Linked DNA regions of Rattus norvegicus: all the other regions are linked to region 1. A link is a contact called in public Hi-C data. All regions are on one chromosome and are shown on one strand. The core of a region is the stretch at or near the end of the contact, and the rest is flanking DNA. Distances in the headings are between cores, read along the strand shown.

What was found. Hi-C and Micro-C count contacts between places; a contact is called where the count stands out from the background.
Region 2: a contact with region 1 is called in a Hi-C map of mammary epithelial cells, with 2.3 times the contacts expected there. The contact joins the enhancer-like site here to the promoter of Msn in region 1. A contact is called at or near these places in 3 of 12 Hi-C or Micro-C datasets (the Rat2 cell line, Schwann cells and mammary epithelial cells).
Region 3: a contact with region 1 is called in a Hi-C map of the A7r5 cell line, with 2.0 times the contacts expected there. The contact joins the enhancer-like site here to the promoter of Msn in region 1. A contact is called at or near these places in 6 of 12 Hi-C or Micro-C datasets (the A7r5 cell line, Schwann cells, frontal cortex and 3 more).

Annotation. Positions count from the first base shown.
Region 1 is chrX:65,002,677-65,007,711 of GRCr8, reverse strand. Msn (moesin) reads right to left here and starts at 2,166. Exons shown (of 13, transcript NM_030863.2): 1 at 2,056-2,166. The coding sequence starts at 2,067.
Region 2 is chrX:64,943,693-64,948,727 of GRCr8, reverse strand. No RefSeq gene overlaps it. Among named protein-coding and RNA genes, the nearest start is that of Msn, 59 kb to the left of the region's middle. Within about 2 kb of position 2,732, at least 18 of the 93 cell types and tissues checked have an H3K27ac peak or open chromatin away from gene starts, as enhancers often do.
Region 3 is chrX:65,041,981-65,047,015 of GRCr8, reverse strand. All of the region lies in intron 1 of Msn (moesin), which reads right to left. Among named protein-coding and RNA genes, the nearest start is that of Msn, 39 kb to the right of the region's middle. Within about 2 kb of position 3,080, at least 14 of the 93 cell types and tissues checked have an H3K27ac peak or open chromatin away from gene starts, as enhancers often do. A contact at or near this core is called in the A7r5 cell line, where this site is marked.

The DNA of each region.
Region 1 (5,035 bases), core at 917-3,416:
TGATCCTAGCACTCAGCGGGCTGGGTTGAGATGGCTAGGAACTGGAGGCCTACCTCTGCTACAACAGTATAGGACCTTGCCTTGAAAAACACAAGACCAGACTTTGGGAACTAGTAACCAGAAATAGTCCCAAAAAGGTGTATTTCAACATATTCAAAGTAGGCTGTCCTGGCTAAGAGAAATTGGCTTAAACGGTGAAACTGATCATGTCGAACACAAAAAAAGGCATTTAATTTTTGACACTACCATTCTCTATCTTTCATAGTTTAGAAATGGTTAAGTACACAGCTTAGAAGCTGAAGGAATAGAAGCCGAGTTTAGTGGTGGCTCAAACTTAGAATCTCTCATTTGAAAAGGATTTACTTCCAAGAGTTTTTAGGTATATCTCAGGCTACAAAACAAAGTGAGTTCAAACCAGCCTTGGCTAGAATCAAATCCTCTATCAAAACAATTTAACAAGCCAGATGTGGTGGCTCAAGCCCGTAATCTCAGCACCGCCGAGGCAGGAAGATTGGCAAAAATCTGAAAGCAACCTACATTACATGGGGAGTACCATGCCAGCCTAGATTATAGGGTGAGATCCTCCCCACTGCAAAGCCCCACAGAATACATGTGATAAGAAAACAGAAGGGAAGACTAACTGAGGGGAGTTAGGAAATCTGCCAGAGGTCTTGGGGTGAAGGAGATGACAGGAGGGCAGTGGAGGTAGGGAACAAAGTATAATTTCACATACGTATATACTTTCACAAAGTATAATTTTATATAAGACTAAGGGACTCTGACTCAAAAAATTAGAATATATATTTAAAAAAGAAAGCTTGGTGTTTCTTAAGAACTGGGTTCTGCGAAGGCAAGGACGACTCAGTAGTGTAGCTGGAATATAGTATAAGGTGGCGAAGAAACCTCAATACAGACACAAAGACCTCCCCATGTCTATTCGCTCTCTTCTCTTCCCAGGCGCCTTAATCCCTTCTCAAGCATCCTAGACACTATCTCAGTTCTACCAAGCTCAGGCAGTCCTAGAGAGATGGATAGGCTAGCAACATACAACACAGGAACCCAGCAAGCCCCTTCACCTAAGTAATTCAATTCACGGTGGTCATAGGGCCTTCATGAGCAAGGACCTGGCGTGACTTGCACAAAAGCAAGCAGAGCTCATTAGTCAAGCACATACCCCTCCCCCACCCCTCCCTACTGGGCATCCGGCCCCCCTAGGCCTCACTCCCAGGAGGCTTCGGGTAGCAACAGCCAGTGGGGTGGAGACCAGATCACAAATCAACCACCACACTAGATAGGTGTGGCCCCCAAAGGAGAAAACCTATACCTCACAAAACGGTCCTAAGGGGACAGAGAGGCACTATGTCTGACAGGGATTTTGAATAGAGGAAGAGAAACCTGCCCTGTCTTCCAGTAGGTTGAGTGGGCCCCTCCACAGACTTGTGCCTAATGAAGTGTTTGTACCCCTGGGAAAAGCAGCCTAGCTGATGAGTCCCCCTACATCTTCCTCATCTCCCAGGGGAAGGAGTTGGAGCTGTGAAGCCGTGGAAGGGGGCAGAGCAGAAGTGGGGTAGAAGAGGGGCGGTTATGGGAAAGGTGGATGGGTGTGTGGGATCCGCCCTGTGCAACTTCCTCTCTCCTCCCTGCTTCTCTGTAACCATGGGGCTCTTCTGAGACACTGATAGCTTTGCTCCAGAAAGGCGCCAATTCCTGGGCGGGGGAAATGTTCTCAAAAGTAGAGTCGTTTTCCCAGTGCCCAACGACCCGTTAGAAAAGGGGGTTTATCCAGCCCCTCAAAAGAGTTTCCACTGCTTCATCCCAGAGGCGGGGAACTGGAACCCAAGAAAGGCTGGCCACTCCTTATCCACACTTTAGTCTTTACACCCCGTCACCCCCTAAAGCGCTCAAATTAGGACCCCACTATCTCCTCCTTCCTAGGGCCCTAAGGGACAGCCCAGCATCCCCAGCAGGCCTAAGACCAACCAAGCCCGAAGCCATAGAGTGGCAAGGGTCAAACTGGAGCCCCCAGGGCCGACCGCGCCAGTCCGCCGCACTCACCGTCTTCGGCATGGTGGCGGCAAGGGAGGAGTTGCTGAAGTTTGGCTGGAAACTGTCGGGCTGCTCTGAGCGCGCAGTACACTTCGGCAAGGACTCGGGAGAACCGGGTGCTCAGATTGGGTCCCACTCTAGCGTCGGGCGACTGCTCCGCTTCCTGCTAACGGGCCACGACTTTACAAACCCCACCCAGGAAAGAGCCGCCCCCGTTGCGCTGCTCGCTCCTTTATGTGGCCGGGCTTCCGCGCCTCTCCCCGCCCTCCCGCCAGCCTGCCCGCGGCTTCGGGCATCGCCCCGCCCAACCCTGCCCAGCCCAGAGAGGCTACTCCGGCCACGTGGGGGGCCAGACCCGGGGCCAAAACTCCGCAAAGACACCCACTCCCCACCCATGCCCACTCTGCCCCCCCACCTTTCCTCACTGCCCCCTCCCTCCAAGTTTCGACCATCTGACTCCGCCCCCAGTCTGAGCCAGAGCTTGACTGGGGGGCCACACCCTAGCAGATGCTTCTGAACTATGAGTTACCACTATTGGGAACCCGGTTGCCTAGTAGAGCTGCCCAGTTCCCTCTCTAGGAAGCCTTGTCAGTTAGAAAGTTCCTCCTTTTTTCTCTGTGACTTCCAATCACTCAACACCTTAAGCTCCCTGGGACCACAACAAATCCTCTGCTGTCCATAGCAGCCCCTGGGAGTTCTGCTACTCCTCAGGAAACTTCTGGACTAAACTTCTTCAGCTCTTCCTCAGCAATTCATTCCCTTCTATAGGATTCATTTAACCTGTCACACTTCCTTCGACCCTGTATGGGCCTCATTTTCTCCAGAATTGAGATCCTTTCCCAAATATCTGTTTTCTAAGTTCACTTTCTATCCTCCAATTCCCAGTCCCAACTCTCCTCACATCAGTATTCTGGTTTTTTCCTTAGCCCTTCCCCAACATATTGGATTTGGTTGGTCTGTTTGTCACCAGAGCTGGCTTTAAACTCATTATATAGATTAGGTTAGTCTTGAACTCACGATCCTACTACATTGGCTAAGTTAGTCTTGGACTAATAATCCTACTACCTCAACTGGGTCACAGATGTCTGACACCATTTCTAGACTTCCACTGTTTTTGACACAGAGTACTAACAGCAGCCAGTTGACTTGGACCCCCAATCCTCCTGCTTCTGCCACGTTAGTGCTGGGACTATAGGTATGCACTCTAATGCCAGGTTCACATTCACTTTTTAATAAAAATTCAAGTCTTTCAGGTGAGATACCCTCCAGTTCTGGTAACCATGCAGGGGCATGGATTGTGTGTCTTTCCTGAGGTAAATTACCATATACCTCAGTGATGGAGAGTCAAACACAGAATAGTGGAAAGGACATCTGAAAGGGGCAATCGGAACACCCACCGGGCTTCAAATCATTGTTTTATCATTAACTCACACTGTGTCCTCTGCGCTTTCTTGGGTAAGTCCCTTCCCCTCTCTGATATTGAGTTTCCCCTTCCATAACAATGACCAAACTACAGGGTTTCCAAGGTCCTTTCCCATTCAAACATTATAAAAAGAGGAGAAATAAGTAGCCAGTTCAGGAAAAAAGGAAACATGTAGGTAGTTGCATAAAGTCTTACATTTACACTCAGGAACCTAACAGTTCCATTTTATTTTCTCACAACTTTACAGTGTTCATGAGTCAACATGCCTCCATTTCTGACACTGATACCACTGTTCACTGATAGGTGGTAAGGTAAAAAAGAACTTTGCCTGTCAAGTGTTTGCCCCAAGGAGGAGTAAGACCTCTCAGAATACCTCAGTAGCAAGAGTAGAAATGGTAACCAATCAACATTCCTTGATACTGCCATGGCCCATGGACCCTCCACCTTATTCAGCCCCTACAAAGTTAAAGAACCTCACTGATTTCTTCATTCATGTTCACCTAGGGCCTAAAAGATCTTGGCACTAAAATAAATAACTAAAATAAGTCCACTGCAGACTACTTTAACTTTCTGGAACGTGGAAATCCCCAGTATGTAATTCCCTAACCCCCATGTGCATGTGCACATCCGCAGCCATGACACACCCTCCCTTTTACTCCCTGCAAACACATGCGCAAAGAAAAACTGGGTAGCATGTCAAGGAGCTGAGCAAACTACTAAAATGCTAAGGGAAGCATTGGAATCCAAGTGGAGAGGAAAGGATGCCATAGGGTGGGGGCAGGTAGAATATAGTAAGGAAGTAGTTGAAAAGAATCTGAGGGAGATGGGTAGGATTAGGCCTAGGGAATGAGTGATTGCACAAAAGCAATGATGGTTAAAATCAGGGTGGAGTCGGGAGAGAACCAATGAAGTAATGCCCCACCTTCCCCCTTCACCACACAGAAGCTGCTTGAAGTAGCAATGGTTACTGTGGTCAAGCAACTGGACATTACTGGCATGTTAGACTTGAAATAGTCTCCGTATCTTCAGTGCAAACCAGAGGCAACTGTGGTGCTCTGCTGTTCTTCCGTAAGGACAGGGATATTCATCTTACTTCCTACCTCTCTGCATGCCACTCCATATTTACATGGTCAATACTTCTGTTCTTCCCCTGCCAACCTCTTCTTCAGAGAATTATACCAATCTTACTGGGACCAGACTAATCCCAACAATTAAGTTTAAAAATGATCTAATTTATGGTAGTCTGTGTGGAGAAAAAGACATGGAAATAAAGTTTGAACATCCACACACATAGGCTCCCCAGGGGGACATAGGGAGCATGAAGAGATTTTGGATTTTAGATGTGCTAAATTCCTAACATTCAAGGAAGGTTAGGCAAGTGTGTTATTAAACAGTCAAGCAAGGTAGGGCCGCTAGGAGCAGACGCAGTACAGGAACATTCTAGATCCAGTGTCCAAGAAAGCTGGAGAGAACACAATGAAGGGACAGGAGATTGAGCAAAGAGATTTCAGAGCTGGAGAGTGGAATCCATTGGTAAAATTATTACACAATAAGCATGAGGGCTTG
Region 2 (5,035 bases), core at 1,483-3,982, 60 kb after region 1:
ATTTAGGCCTTGGTGTAGCAATGAGTGACTTTTTGTTGTTTGTTTGTTTCTGTGTTTGTGACAGGTTGTTTGTCTACCCTTAGCTGTCTTAGAACTAGTTCTGTCACCAAGGCTGGCCTCAAACTCAAAGCACTCTGCTCAATGTTGCCTCCTGAGTGCTAGGATTAAAAGTGTGTGCTGCCACCACCCAGCTTAGTAAGTAATACCAAGAATAATTTTGCATAACTAGAGAAAATATCTCAAAATCTATGCAAGAGCACAACAGACTTCAAGTAGCCAAGGAAATCTAAGCAAAGCTATATTGGAGCCAAAATAAGACATGAGGACAACACTTAAGAATATTGACAAAAGTAGATTTCCTGGCTAAGACTTCACAAAGTAGAAAAATAATTGACACCTGGAATTCCATCCAAATGTTCTTTCCAGCAAAGCAGATATATTTCACTCTGTTAACCTACAGAATCTACAGAATGAAATGATCTGTGGTCTTCTGAATGAGAATGTCCCCATAGGTTCATATATTAGAATACTTGGCCCCACTTAATGGAATTGTTTAGGAAGGGTTAGAAGGCATACTACTGTTGGAGGAAGTGTGTCACTGGGAGAGGTTGTGATGGTTTGCACATGCTTGGCCCACGGAGTAGGACTATTAGAAGGTGTGGCCTTGTTGGAGGAAGTGTATCACTGTAGGGTTAGGCTGAGAGACCCTCCTCCTAGCTGCCCAGTCTGTTCCTGGCTTCCTTCAGATGAAAATGTAGAACTCTCAGTTCTTCCTGCACCATACCTACCTGAATGCTGCCATGTTCCTGCCTTGATGATAATAGACTTAATCTCTGAACCTGTAAGCCAGCCCCAATTAAATGTTGTTATTTATAACACTTGCCTTGGTCATGGTGTCTGTTCACAGCAGTAAACCCTAACTAAGACAGAGGTCATTTCCTCAACTGTGGTTTCCTTCATTGAGACAACTCAACCTTATATCAAGTTCACAGAAAATTAACCAGCACTGATGTTCCCTTCTTGGAGTTAGTGTGTCCCTACAGGCAGGCTTGAGGTTTCAAAGACTCATGTCTTTCCCAGTGTGCTTTTCTGATTCCTTCTGGTAGTTTGAGATGTGAGCTATCAGCTATTCCTGTTGCCCTGCCTTTGTTGTGCCATAATGGACTCTCTGGAACTGAAACCCAATTAAACACTTCTGAAGGAGCAGCTGATGTCTGAAAATGGGAAATAATGCGGGATCTAGAACTGGGACAAAAATGTGGATGAAAGTAACAGGTCAGGAGACAGAAAGCTCACTACCATTGCATTAAGGTATTGTCAATTCCTGGAAGGAAAGAAGTACATTTTGCATCTTTTTGGGGGGATAGACAAGTAAAGTGGAAACTTTGTAGTTCTTTGGAAAGTTAATTGTGTCAAATGGTGTTTTGCTAGGGAACACGGGTGAAAGGATGTCTTGATATAGCAAATACATGGAAGGACCTGTGACGAAGGATTATAAATATGACCCCACAAACAGTTGGAGACAGACACTGAGTATTGGTTTGGTTTGCTCTGCCTTGCTATTCTTTGCTAAAGAGGCAGGTATTGGTTCACCTTACATAGCATTGTTGAGCTCAACTTGTGGTAATGCCTCTCTTGAGAGGTCACCTAAGACCTGCTATAGGGTTCCTGCAGCAGCTTGTTGCTCCTGCAACCTTGTCTTAGGCTGAAAGGATTGGACTATAGCTGTCAAATTATGTCTGTTGTCTGTTTGCTGAAAGGACTGGACTGTAAATGCTGGTTCCTGCTGGTGTCTGCCTACCTAGAGGACTGGTCTGCAGCTGCTGAATTGTATTTGGTGTTTTCTATGGAACCGAATTGCTGCCAAAGAAGATGGAGCTCACCTTCAAGGAACTATTGCTGAACAGGTCCACTTCCCCCATATCCTAATAACTTTTCTACTAACCCTTCTGGGTGATGGACTAGAGGAGAGGTTGAACCCTTATTAAAAATAGGCTGCAAAAATATTATGCCTACAGACAAGGTCTCATGTGGCCCAAGCTGGCCCCAAAATTACGATGTAGCCAAAAATGACTGTGAATTCTTGATCCTCCTGCCTCCACCTGGTGAGTTCTGTGATTACAAGCATGCACCTCCACACTTCATTTTGTGTGGTACTGGGGGATGAATCCAGAGCTTCAGGTGTGCTAGTAAAGCACTCTTAACAGCTGAATTACATCCCTATCCCTAGTTTCCATCTTGTTATCACATCCCTAAACAGATCCGCAGAGAGCATAATGTAACACTTTGAACTCAAGTGCAGAGTTGGCTAAAATAGGTTCAAGTAAATTTTATAAGCAAGACATAGTGACAGGATTTGGAGATATAAAGATGGATCTAAGTTTAGAACTTGGTTCCAAAGGAGAATTCTGAAGTTGCTTTTGGAGTACTCTAAGCACATACCATTTGCTTGGCTTCCCCTGCTCTAAGTGCTACCCTTGGCAGGGCCCCAGATAGGGTAAATCCAGCCTTCCCCTCCCAATCATCTGGCTCTCTAGACTGGGAAGGAGGCTTTCTTTTTGGGCCTCCCTTCCGCTTTTCCTAGCCTGGGTAGTGAGCCACTCTTCATAGTATTTGAATCAGAGGAAACAGATAGACTGAGGAAGTAAAGAAAAAACAGGCCGGCTAGGCTCTGGGAGCCAATGTAAACATTCAGTGGTTTCCTGTTGTTGCAGCCCAAAGAGTCCCATGACATCATTACTGGCCTTTCCAGAACATGCAGGCTCAGCCCAGCCTGCCAATCTGCCCAGGGCTGAGTGGCAGTCACCCCCTTCCCCACTAGAGTTAGATCCCCCGGAACTCGGAAATTTCTCCAGGCCAACAATTCCCTCACTTGACTAGTCAGTCACTTAGGTCTTTCTAGCCCTATAAGGCATGAGAGGTTGCAAAGCGGATATGCTGTCCCACTTCTCAGAGGCCTTAAAACTTATGGGTTAGAGCAAGATTTCCCAAACCGGAAAGGTTATTTTATTTCTTTTAATGGAGACTTGGAGTCAAAGGAGGTTGTGACACATAGTTTCTGAGACAAGCCCTGATTGCTTCTTCCTCTCTTCATCCTGGTTCAGGACCCACAGGTTTATGCTCTGATTGTTCACATAAAGAAACAAAGCTGTTGCCTATTATTTCCATGGTGCAGATAAAAGCAGTGAGGTCCAGCAAGGAAAGGGACTGGGGACATGTGGTAAGAACAGTTTAAGTCATGTGCAATAGAGATATAGACCTGAAATTTTCCACGGCAGGATGGACTGTAGAGTTCTTGACAGAGAATTAAGAAACTGCAGTCTGAACTCTAATTCCTTTGGTAGAGCTTGGATAATTTTATCCTTCTCATTGGTTCTTAGCCAGATGTAACTAAAGTCAAGGCAAGATGTGATTATTGGCAGCCCGAATATACTTGGTAGAGCTGGTAGCTATAGGAGATGAGAAGAGTCACAATAAAACACCACCCCCCTTTTTTGAGACAGGGTTTCACTGTGTAGGCCCAGCTGTCCTGGAACTCTCTATATAGACCAGGTTGGCCTTGAACTCACAAAGATCCACCTGCCTCTGCCTGCATAGTGCTAGAATCAAAGCTATGTGCTACCACCTCTTGGATAACAAGGACACATGTTCCACTATGTTCATCACAGCCTTATTTATAATAGCCAGAAGCTGGAAAGCTCCCAGATGCCCTTCAACAGAGGAATGGATACAGAAAATGTGGTACATCTACACAATGGAATACTACTCAGCTATCAAAAACAATGACTTTATGAAATCCATACGCAATTGGATGGAACTGGAAAATGTCATCCCGAGTGAGGTAACCCAGTCACAGAAAAACATACATGGTATGCCCTCACTGATAAGTGGATATTAGCCCAAAAGCTCAGAATGTCCAAGATACAATTCACAGAGCATATGAAGCTCACGAAGGAAGACCAAAATGTGAATGCATCAGTCCTTCTTAGTAGGGGGAACAAAATATTCAGAGGAGGAAATACAGGGACAAACAATAGAGCAGAAACTCAAGGAAAGGCCATCCAGAGACTGCCCTACCTGGGGACCCACGCCATATGCAGCCACTAAACTCAACACTATTGTTGATACCAAGAAGTGCTTGCTGACAGGAGCCTGATATGGATGTCTCCTGAGAGGCTCTGCCAGAGCCTTGCTGATACAGATTAAAATGCTTGCAGCTAACCATCAGACTGAGCATGTGGACCCCTGGGGAGGAGTTAAAGAAAGGACTGAAGGAATTGAAGGGGTTTGCAACCCCATAGGAAGAACAATATCAACCACCAGATGCCCCAGAGCTTCAAGGAACTAAACCACCAACCAAAGAGTACACATGAAGGGACCCATGGATTCAGCCACATATATAGCAAAGGATGGCATTGGCATTGTTTGGCATCAATAGGAGGAGAAGCCCTTGATCCTGTGAAGGCTTGTTCCCCCAGTGTAGGGGAATGCCAATGTGTTGAGGTTGGAGTGGGTGGGTAGGAGTGGGAGCATCTTCATAGAAGCAGGGGGCAGGGGGATGGGAGTGGGGAGAACAGGGAAAGGGGATAACATTTGAAATGTAAATACATTAACTATCTGATAAAAATAAATATTTATATTTTATGTGCCACCAATGTTTTGCTCACTTGTATGTTGTATATCAAATGCATTTTGGAACTGAAGTTATGGACAGTTGTGAACTGCCATGTGAATGCTGGGAATTGAACCCACGGCCTCTGCAAGAACAAGTGCTTTTAAGCATGGAACCATTTCTCTGGCCCTCAACATTTCCTATTTCATAAGGTGCAATGAAAAGAATATGAAAGTCACCATCTAAATTCTATGAGATCTGAAACCTGTGTGGACTAGTCCTCTATAGGAATCAAATTGTAATCAGAACTGGGGTCTTTTGGGCTGTAGCCTCCCCAACCCACTCATCACCACAAGGCAGCACAATGTTCTCATTGGAAGATATCAGTTTGCAAAAGCGTTCCCCAGTTTGGTGTCATTTAGT
Region 3 (5,035 bases), core at 1,831-4,330, 38 kb before region 1:
ACGCTGGCTACATGAATAGCCATCAAGTAAGAGGCTATAAAAGAGATGGCTATAGAGATGAGGATGGATGCAGTTCAGTGGTAGAGCAGTTATCTAGTATGGTACAGGGGTGGAGGTAAAGGGAGACTGAAGACAGTACATACAGAGAGAAGAGGCTATTTTCCTTTTTGACCTTTGTACGGGAGGTACCATTCTTGCCAATCTTGCAAAGTCAATGGAACACTCGTCAGAATATTTTTACAGCATAAAATAAATACAGGACTGTGTATATTGAAATAGATGTCAATTTTAATAATGTGTACTTATATACTGCATTAATTTAATTACCTAATATTGGGTCTTAATAAGTGCTACTATGGTATCTTTTCAAAATCTTTTTATTTTTTAACAGATCCATACCTTTATACAATGAATTTTAGTCATCTTACACACCCTGCAGCCCCTCCATCTCCACTGGCACTCTTTTCAATGTGTCGCTCTCCTTGTTTCTATGTCTTCTTTCTTCTGTCTGCTCCACTGAGTTTAATTTGATTTCCTTGTCCAAGCATGGATGGGAAGTTTGTCAACACAGCAAGGACAACTTATCTGCAGCAATGTCACTTTAAAAAGTGACACCACTCCTCCAATAAGCATTAAGTGCCAACAGTCCCTGAGGAAGGAAAGTGGTATGTCTTCTGCATACAACAGAGCCTCTACACTATTGTAATTTTAATTTAGCATAAATGGTATTTGAGGGATCTAGAATAACTAAGTATCTCAGACTTTCACTGATGACAATATCATAGGTATTGCTGCTATTACAAATTTCTGCTTATACTTATGATTAAAATGTTAAATCTTTAGTTGGAACTCAAGTGCAAACATATGCTGCCATCCCTTTGAATCTATAAAAGACTGCTTCCAGGACCCCCGTGGGCTCAAACCCCCACAAATGTTCAAGTCTCTTAAAAAATGTCATAATATTTACGTGTAACCTACATACATCCTCTTGTGTTCTCTAAATCAAGTGTGAATATCATCTAATACTAAACACAAGGGCTGGGAACATAGCCCCATAGTAGAACCATGGCTCAGCATATGTTCAGTCTCTCACATAACATAAACAAATTTTGATGCAATGTAATGTTATATAAATAAGCCACTATTCTTTTTTTGGTTGAGGAATAATAGGACAAAGTCGGCACATGTTCAGTACAGATGCAATTATTTTCCCCAAATATTTTCAACCCACAACTGGTCGAGAGCCAACTCTGTCCACATTCATAGGTCTTTCCTATTTCAAATGCTAGTCATGGATAGAAGAATTTCTGGATAAGGAACTTTCTAGAAATTTATTTCAATTTACCTAATACAGATGAAGCATACTGTTTAAAGAATTATAGGTGTAGAGGAACTGTAGAACTATTCTGACCTTGAGGCAATTACTGAATTACCAAAGAACTGTAATGGTAATACACAGGGAAGTCCCTGAAAAGCAGAACAGAAAAACCTTTTGTGCAAATTAAGAATAATATTAAAGTGGTTTTTCCATAGATCTCCAAGGACAGGACTGGGAAAGGGACTCAAAATAGAAAAAAACCAAAACAAGGGGATTTGAGTAAAATAAATGGAGCCTAAAACATGATGAAAATAGTGCAAGTTAGTACTGATTAAAGGTTGCTTTGTTCTTTGATAATCTGGAGTGAAAATTACACAAGACAAGCTATAGCCCAGACCCATGGCACATGAGGCCCTCTGCACATTTACCTCTCTTAGGTACTACTTCCCTCCTTTTGGACTTGACCTCACTTTTTCATTAGAGAGAGAGAGAGAGAGAGAGAGAGAGAGAGAGAGAGAGACAGAGACAGAGACAGAGACAGACAGAGACAGAGAGACAGAGACAGAGAGACAGAGACAGAGACAGACAGAGAGACAGAGACAGACAGAGAGACAGAGACAGACAGACAGAGACAGAGAGACAGAAAGAGTCAGGGAAAAAGAAAGAAGAGAGAAGACTTGTTTGGGAAGGTTAAAAAACAGAAGGTGGCCAGTGGGTACCCACCACTAAGACTTACAGCCTGAGTTCAAGCCCTAAATCTGTATGTTGGAAGGAACAAATCAACTATCATAAGATATCCTCTGCCCTCTGCATACAATGGTAAGTGCACACATAAATACACATAGAAATTTCTTTTTAAACCCTGAAATTGAAGCTTCCAAATTCAGCAAAAATTTCCCTGGCAGGGAATAAAGGAGCTGATCTGAGTAAACTAGCAATTTAAAGCATAATTCTCAGCAGAGAGAATTGTTTACACAGCTAAATCCTTGCCTAAGCTGGGCCTCAGTATGCACACATACGCTGAGGTCAAAGATTCTATCTATGGAGAACAGAAGGGTTTAAGGAATATGACAACAAAAATCATGGGTATGCATTTCAAGAGTGTGTCATCCTCACATGTCCACTGGCCCTCCTACCTCTAGTCCAAGAACAATAAATCCACTGAAGCTTACTGAACAATTGAACATAGATACTTCCCACAGGAAGCCTCTCTGAGAATTAACTCCTCTTGGTGGCCCACCACCCAAAGGCTTCAACTAGGATCACTCTTACACCTCAAATTGGACAGCCTGAAATATAACCAGGCCAGATGCTGACTCTCACTTGGCAGCAGTAGCTGGAGTGCTTTAGTCTATGACACAGTGGCTTCAAAGAGACCCTCCCTTTCCTTAGAGCCAGGATCACCCAGGTAAGCAGTAGTACTTCACAGCAAAGTGGTCTAGCCATAATTCACCCCCACCTGTTATGTGTTCTTAACAATAAAATTTTTTCCCTGGGGGGTAGAGGGGGAGAAGAAATAATCACAAGTTAATTCCCTGGAAAAACTGAACATAACTCTTGTCAGTACATAAGTGAAGAAAACTGAAGTACACAGGCGCAGGTGACAGAACACTTATTGTATGCCAACTCTGTGCCAGCCCCATCACCCACAGTCTCAGTTCAATCACTTAAGCCAAATTTCCTCTGCTAGCAGTTGGGTGGAGGCGGGTCTTCTGGACATTCTTGGAGCTCCTTCCATAACTCCACCCACCCCTCTAGTCATGGTAATTTCACTGCTCTCTTCAGACACTCACTGTCTTGCTTAACTATTTTGCCAAAGCCCACACACTGTAGCATAGGAAGCCTGGATACATCTGGGAAACACTGCTTGGATAGGATTCCCTTGTCTCCCTAGGGCAGAACCTGTGTAAGCCCAGTTGGGTCTAGCTCAACAACCTTACTACCTGCCATCTCTGAATTCTGAGGGAGGGGTCTTTCTTTCTAGGCGTTCAAGGGAGCTGATAATGGGAGGAAGACGATTATAATTGGAGGAGAGGATCAAGAAGAAATACAAGTCTTACTAGGGCAACCTCAGAACTCCAATCCCTTCCTCCGGCAGACTAATCACCAGTGTCACCCAAATCACCTTCAGCCAGCATTTCCTGTGGCAGTGCCTAAACTATCTTGATGCTTAGGATAACAGAACAGCCTCAACTCAAGCACTTGTTTTCTCTAAGAAGAAAGTTAGGAGTTGCCTCGACTTTCTAGTCCAGGAGGTGGAGAAATCCCTTAACCCTGCCCCTTGCCCCCAACATATATATACACTCACATAGACTTTCCAACAACTCATTCTTCTTTCTCCCTAATAATTTGGAAATGGCACCTGGCATGATTATCCTCTTACCTCTCTTTTGACCTATTTCCAGATCTTTCCAGACCTGCCTGGGCTTAACCGTTCCTATGTCTGTGTCTATTCCCTGTACTTTCTACTGAAGAGAACCACAGCAATCCTGACCCACACCCATACCTTCATAACTCAACATTAGTTCTCCAACCACTCCAGCTGCTCCAAAAGGCACAGGAGACAAGAGTCTCTTTCATTTGTTTTGGCTCAGCCCTGCCCTCCAAAAATTCCAAGAAGCATTTCAACTGACAGAGTGAGTACACTAGAGACTTGAGTGCTATTCTTTCACTTACCATGTCTGAGGTGCTAAACCTTCCCGGCAATGAGGATACAGCCACCTTATCAGCAGGAAAGTACGTGTGTGTGTGTGTGTGTGTGTGTGTGTGTGTGTGTGTGTGTGTCTAACCAATTATGGTCTCACAGTCAAAAGCAGCTCATCAGTCAAGATCTACCCTAAAAACAAACAATGCCCAACCCCAGTTCAGACCTTCCTCCAAGTACATAGGTTTCCCTGTGATGTCCTTAACATGGTCATTCCCCAGAAATTCATCTGACTTTTCCCTTCAGAATTTCTTATTCTAGTCTCCAAAACGAAAAGCAGTGTGGATTCCCAAACTCTTAAACCTAAAAGGACCTCAGTGAGCATTTCACTCAAAATCAATAGTTCAGATAGGAAAACTGAGCTGTAAGAAAGAGAGGCACTGGCCCAGTGTCATACAGCCCCTAGACAGTGTTGAAGACAGGGATTAAAATCTGGGTGCTTGGGCTAGGAGAGTGGCTCAGTGCTAGAGGTTTAGTCAAGGGTTAATGAAGACCAGCAGCACTCCACCTCCAACCCCACAGAGAATATCTAGTTTCTAAAAACTAGCTCTTGATCCCATAGCACATTTAATATGCCTCATGCCATCCTAGATCCCAGAAGCATCAATAGACCCTTCAGAAAGGCTATGTTGAATCTGGAGATACTGTGTGGAGGAGGCTGTATCAGCAGGCTTCCATTAAAAACACAAAACTGATACTATTTGGGAGTCTAGTTTTTCACAGGGTACAGATCTAACTTTCACGCTGAGATAACCACTACTACACATTCTAGGGAGACACAATATTTCATAACAACATGGAGGCGAAGAATAAAAGGAATGGGTCCAAACCTAGGTAGCCAAGAGTAACAATTCCCATAAAACTTTGAAGGTGCCGAAATGAAGAGGAAGTAAGCCCATCATTAATAAAATAAGCATCCAAATGTGAGAAATGGTTATTTGGAGCCACACCCAGCTGGGCTTCACTCTCTCCAGTCAGCTTCCTGCTTGACCCAGGCTCCTGCCAGCAAGTTT